Linked DNA regions of Sus scrofa: region 2 is linked to region 1. Evidence: chromatin contacts called from public promoter capture Hi-C data. All regions are on one chromosome and are shown on one strand. Each heading gives the region's core, a stretch centred on a gene start, on an enhancer-like site or on the middle of the called end of the contact. The rest is flanking DNA. Distances are from core to core; before and after follow the strand shown.

Evidence for each region. Promoter capture Hi-C pulls out the DNA fragments that hold promoters and counts their contacts.
Region 2: a contact with region 1 is called in a promoter capture Hi-C map of liver, with 6 times the contacts expected there. The contact joins the promoter of RNF145 here to the promoter of PWWP2A in region 1. A contact is called at or near these places in 1 of 5 promoter capture datasets (liver), 1 of 47 Hi-C or Micro-C datasets (heart right ventricle) and 1 of 2 datasets of contacts at active chromatin or transcription factors (alveolar macrophages).

Annotation. Positions count from the first base shown.
Region 1 is chr16:63,408,331-63,411,324 of Sscrofa11.1, forward strand. PWWP2A (PWWP domain-containing protein 2A) reads left to right here and starts at 1,568. Exons shown (of 4, transcript XR_002339711.1): 1 at 1,568-2,237.
Region 2 is chr16:64,250,350-64,253,343 of Sscrofa11.1, forward strand. It overlaps RNF145 (RING finger protein 145), which reads left to right and starts at 1,423. Exons shown (of 11, transcript XM_021077056.1): 1 at 1,423-1,536. It overlaps LOC102162058, which reads left to right and starts at 564. Exons shown (of 4, transcript XM_021076824.1): 1 at 564-601; 2 at 737-1,137; 3 at 2,940-2,969. The coding sequence starts at 564.

The DNA.
Region 1 (2,994 bases), core at 318-2,817:
AGACTCACCAGATCCAAGCTGCATCTGTGACCTACACTAAGCTGACAGCAACACTGAGATCTTTAACCCACTGAGTAAGGCCAGGGGTCGAACCTGCATCCTCATAGATACTAGTCGGTTTTGTTTCCACTCAGCCACAAGGGGAACTCCCTCAATTTCTTTATTTATAAAATGGGGTTAATAGTACCTGCTTTATAGGAGTGTTATAAGGATGAAATGAGATATTATACTAAGTGTTTGTATTAATGCCTACACGTAGGAGGTGCTCAATAAACATTAGCTGTAAGTAATCTTTAGAATTTCATTTTTCACTCCACCTAAAGCTGGTAACTTTTCTCTCTTTGCTGTAGGCATTCTCAGTGCCTACAGTCTCTTCTGGAGAAAAGACTCAATCTGAGGTGCAATTAGTCAGAAATGGGTTCAATAGATTCTTCTACACAAGTGAAGAAACAAAATGGGAACAGAGAAGTAGGAGCATTAGGGCGGTGAAGAGAGAGGATTTTTTGCACCTGTGGCATAGGAGAGGCCCGGAACGAAAAAAGCTGGAGCAAGGAGCCAGGTGTCACCACTTTCCAAAAAGTAGTGTTCACAAGAAAGTCCAGGACTGCTCTCTGACATACATTAAGCTGACAATCATCAGCTTAATCTAGTGTGCATGGTGTCCTTCCTGTTTTCTTCCTTCCTTTCTCTCTCCTTCCCTCTTCCTTTCCCTGCGCCTGAGGCCTATGTAAGTTGTCTGGCCAGAGATTGAACTCAGGCCGTGGCAGCGACCCAGGCTGCTTCAGTGACACTTTAGGATTCTTAATGCCCTCCTTCGCAAGAGATTCGTTAGCATTTTCCTACTTTGGAATAAGTAGGTGCATTGTTCCTAGAAAGTAGAGCGACGTCGAGGAAACACTTTTTGTGGGAGCTTGAGCAGCTGCAGTGAGGTTATGGGAATGTCTTACACATTATTCTATTCTATTCCCGTGCAAGTGCCTTGCATGGTAGGAGCTCAAAAACTGTTTTTTAGAATTATCTTCAAACTTTTAGTTGTCCCTCTCAAAGAAGCCTGTGCCCACACGCGGCAGCAAGCAGGTCTGCGCCTAGAAATAACATTTATTCTAAGGACCTCTGCGCAGGGATTCCTGGGAGGCGGTTCCCCTCCCTTATTACTTCGTTTCTCCACCCCTCGGTCGCCTTTGAAAGAGTAGGAACGCCACGTGATTCCCTCGTTTACTCCACCTCTGAAAAACCGGCTGATAATGGGCAGGAGGGTAGACCAACTGTAAGACGTTATTTTCTCCTCCAGCCAATAGAAAGAGGAGCTAAGTATAAGGCTCAGCTTCGGTGACTCCCCCGCCCCCTTTGAGCCCGTCCCCAACTCCTCCTCTAAGATACCACATTTGACAACTCGCCCGGCCAATGAGAAGTTCCTACTCTGCATGGGAGGGATGGACTGGGTGATAGACGTCCTGATTTGACCAGTGGAATGTCACAAGTGCGGGAGGGGTGTAGGACGGAACCAATGGCGCAGTGCCAATAGCGAGCATGGGGGGGGTAAGGGCGGGACAAAACTGTTAGCGTGAGGGCGGGGAAGGCCCGGGGAACCCAGCAGCGCTGCCGCCGCCGCCGCAGCAGCAGCCGGAGTTGGAGGAGGGAGAAGCCAGGAAGAAAATGGCGGCTGTGGCTGCAGAGGCGGCAGCGACTGCAGCGTCCCCCGGGGAGGGGGGCGCCGGCGAGGCCGAGCCGGAGATGGAGCCCATCCCCGGCAGCGAGGCCGGCACTGACCCGCTCCCGGTCACGGCCACTGAAGCATCTGTGCCGGACGCCGAGGCCGACGGGCAGCAGTCCTCTCCTCAGGCCGACGAGCCCCCGCTCCCGCCGCCACCGCCGCCGCCGGGGGAGCTCGCCTGCAGCCCGGAGGCGGCGGAGCTGGAGCTGGAGGCGGACGAACTGCCTGCCGGTGTTGTGGAGCTGACGGCAGCCGCGTCTCAGGAGGGGCCTGACCTTCCACCTTCCCCTGCACCGCCGCCCGAGCAGCCCCCAGCTCCCGAGGAGCGCCAGGAACTACCGCTGCCCCAGCCAGCAGCCCCTGCGCTCGTGCCGCCGGCGGGCGGGGACTCCGCGGTGTCGCAACTGATCCCCGGCTCGGAGGTGCGGGTCACGCTGGACCACATCATTGAGGACGCGCTCGTCGTGTCGTTCCGCCTCGGGGAGAAGCTCTTCTCGGGGGTCCTGATGGATCTGTCCAAAAGGTACCGCGTCCTCCCCAGCACGCCCCCGGGCGCCCCGGCCCCCACGGTCCCCGGGGAGGGATCGAGCCTGGGCGGCCCCTTCACTTCGGGCTCCCGCCTCTTAGGCGCCCTGCTGCCTGTACCGCCCTTGGGTCCCGCGCGGCGCGTGGCGCGTGCTCCGAGAGGGGCAGGCGCGTGGGGCCGCAGGAGGGCGGGCCCTGCCCCAGGTGGACGCCCGCGAGTGCAGGTGTCCCGCCGGGTCGGGGGCGCGGGTGTTGACGGCCTTGCGGGTCTCACCCCCAGCCTCGGCCTTTTCCTATGACCTGGCCCTGGCTCACCCACACAAGGGTGGATGGGTTAATGCAAAATGCAGAAGGCTTTTTGCAGAGAACGGGGTGCTGGATGGGGGATACTGCCCTGTTCTCAAATTAGCCTTGAATGAGGTTGAAAAAAGGGGTGTGTGCTTTGGGACTCCCAAAAGGCTGTCACTCCTTATAAAGGGAAAAGCATTTATTAAAAATGAGATCCTTGACTGTTATTCTTAGTTAGAACTAATTCCCCCTAGATAAGTTCAGTATGGAAGCATATTTGGTTCATCATGATGATGGCTTTAAGAAAAGTCTAAAGAAGAGATGTTTTTTTTTTTAACCTTTAGTATCGAGATGTGGTATAAAAGTATTCAAATACTAACTTCTCAAACGATACAGTTTAAATGGTTGAGTTCACCCACAACGTTTGGGTGTGAACTCAATAGCCAGCCTCTTGTACCACATTTTCC
Region 2 (2,994 bases), core at 173-2,672, 840 kb after region 1:
AGGGTTTGTACTGTGGTTAAATGGGGGAACAAGGTGTGCTGACATTTAAATTAAGGTAGAAATGCTGATCAGTGGTAGTGACTTAGGCAGAACAAATGATTTCCTTACCTTGGGAAGGGGGTGTGTACAATAACCTGTTTTGAACCTTGGACTGAAAGATAAGACAAACACATACCGTTTAATTTCATGCTACAGTAAACATTTTTTGTACAGATTCTTTAAACCAGGGGTTGGAATTTTTAAATTGAAAATACTCAGTGAACAGTTCTCAGTCATTTCTTTATATATCCACTCACTTATTCAACAGAAGCTTATGGAGCGCCTATTCTGTGCTACGCACGGCTGGCCGAGCCATCACAGAAGTGGTCCCTGAGGCCAAGGAGTTGACAGTCTAGACCAGTCAGTATAGGAGTTAAATAAAACTCTGGCATCATTGCTACTGCGGTTGCCTTCGGTGAGGATCAGCTCCTCCAATTCTCCCACGTGGTCCCTGCAGGTAAGTGTGGGTGTGAACGCGTGTGACTCCCGGTGTTTGGGGAGTGTGAGAGGGCACGTGTGTCAGAATGGCGCGTGTCACAGTGCGCGTGCTGGTGTCCGCGTGGTACGCGTCTCCATAGCGGCCCAGACCGGCTGTGCGGCTTCGGGAGGCTTGTGTCGCCCGCCTACGTACCGGAGGCGGCCCGGGAACCACCCCTCCAGCGCGATTGTGAGTGAGCGCGGGAGCACGCGTGCGCAGCCGTGCAGGACGGGGGAGGGGCGCGCCGCCCTGGCAGGGGCGCGCGCAGGCGCACAGCGCGGCAGCCGGGCCACGGCCGCCGCAGAGCGCCGGGGGCGGGAGGAGTGAACCAAGGAGGCCATGGCCGCCGCCGGCTGCTGAGGAGCTCGGCCCGCGAGCGCCTGCCGCCGCGGACGATGGTGACCACACGGGTCGGGTCGCTGCCGCCGCCGCTGCCGCCGCCTCCCAAAACGCAGCATCTAAGGCCCGGCGTGGAGGAGCCGCCGCTGTGAGCCGCGCCGTCCCGGTCCCCGCCGCTGCCGCCCGAGGAGAACGGGAGGGTCGGCGAGAGAGCCGGGGAATTGCGGAGCCCGTCCGTTCGCCGCGGTGCTGCCCCGCAGGGAGGGAGGCCGCAGCCCGAGGTGACTGAGCCGTCCGCGCCGGCCCGCCCCTTCCCATCCCCGCGCCCCTGTCGGCATCCCACATCTTCTGTTCCCCTCTCCCTTCCCCCATGCCGTGGCCCGTTCTGTCCTCTTCTTCCCCTTTGCCCCTTCCCCCCTTGCCCCCTCCTCTTTTCCCAGCGGCGGCGGCGGCGGCGTCCACAGCCCCTCTTAACCCGCAGCGCCCCCTCCCTCCCAACCGCCAGCCCCGCCCGCGGTCCTCCTGCGCCCCCCCCCCCCCACCCGCTTCGGCTCTCTCCGACTCTGCCCTCCTCTCCCGGGGCGGGCTCAGCCCCCTTCCCAGCTCTCGGGCCTTGTCCGCCGCCTCTCCACTCCTCCACCTTCCTGGAGCGATCCCTCATCTCCTCCGGCATTCCTAAGGTGCCCTCACTTAGCGCGCTCCTCCTTCGCCTCCCCAGTACCCCATTTCGGGGCCTTTTCTAAACCCCTTCCTGAGCGTCCCCTTTCTTTGCCCCTTTCCAGCTCTTTTCCTCCAGTCCCAACTTCGAACTTTTCCTCTTTTGCGTCTTTGTCCACTTTGCTTCCAAGCTTCCCCCCTCTTTCCTTTTTCCCTACTCTTTTTTGGTTTACGGAGCCCCAAACTCAGCTTCCGCCCTTTCCTTGGGTTTGAGGTTGTTTAGGGGTGCGGAAAGGCCTGCCAACTCATTCGTCGAATGGGGACCCATTTACTGTGCATCCCATCTGTCAGTCCTTTTTCTTTCTTTTTTTTTTTTACAGTAAGAGCTCTCTCACCCCTTCCTTTTTTTCACCATCGCTTCGTGTCTCGTTTGCCTTCCTTCCCTTCTGCATCCCCCTCTACTCTTGCTTTTTCCCAACCGAGAACCCTGAGATCCTTGCCGCTCCCTTCATGAATGAGTCTCCTTTCTGTTCATGGATGAAGAACTTTGCCCGCCTCTTTCTTCAGAAGCTTTTTGGTGCGTGGCATGGCGGAGCCAGCACCCTTGGCCAGACAGAAGGGGAGCTCCCTGGCACGGGCCTCTCTCCTGGCAGAGTTTTTGTGAACGTAATCCCCTAGCCCCGCGGCGGCAGCGGCCCGGCTGCTGCTGCGTTGCCTGCTTTGCAGCGAGCTGGGTTGGGGTTACTATAGTTCAAACGCAACTGAGATCAGCAGGCGTCGGGGGGGGGGGCGGGGGAGGAGGTTCTGGGAGAGAGGAAGGGGGCTTTGCTGTGGGAAGGCATCAAAGATTAATGGATGGCTTTGCATTGCAGTGTGCAGTAAACAGGAAACTAGTTTGAAAGCAGAGGAGAGGCATTTTTTTTCCTCCAAATTTTTAAAAATACGGACTGTGCAGTTCTAGTGAATCTTGAATCCTGCCCAAAAGATGAGCTGTCTATGCTGCAGTGGTGACCCAGGCTGAACGCCCAATGGCAGAGATAGCAGTTTTTATTTCCTCTGTCTGGCTGCTTAAGTCTAAACATGGCCCTTGTATTCAGAGTGGACTCCCTATCTTTGCTGATTTGGGGATAACCAGCAACCACCGAATTGCTAGTAGTTTTTGTGGAAATCAGGTACTTACAAAGTTAGCTAGCAATGAGTGGGAGTGGGGGAGCACCAGCTATATTTAAAACGTGTTCCGATGCTTATGTAAGAAGTGTGTTCTTCTCCCGGGTATCTCAATTTTTGGATGAGTTTGCTTATGATTTTAGGCTTTACCTCTGCCCAGTAACATTTTCAGGGCTTACCATCCTAACATATGGACAATCAGAAAATCTGTCTTTCTTAAGATTGGCTTTAGCTGATGGTAGTTTTTTTCTTTTCCCAGATTGGATTGGACAGAGGGATGCAATTGATGGTAAATGATAGTTTTTGTTTTTCTT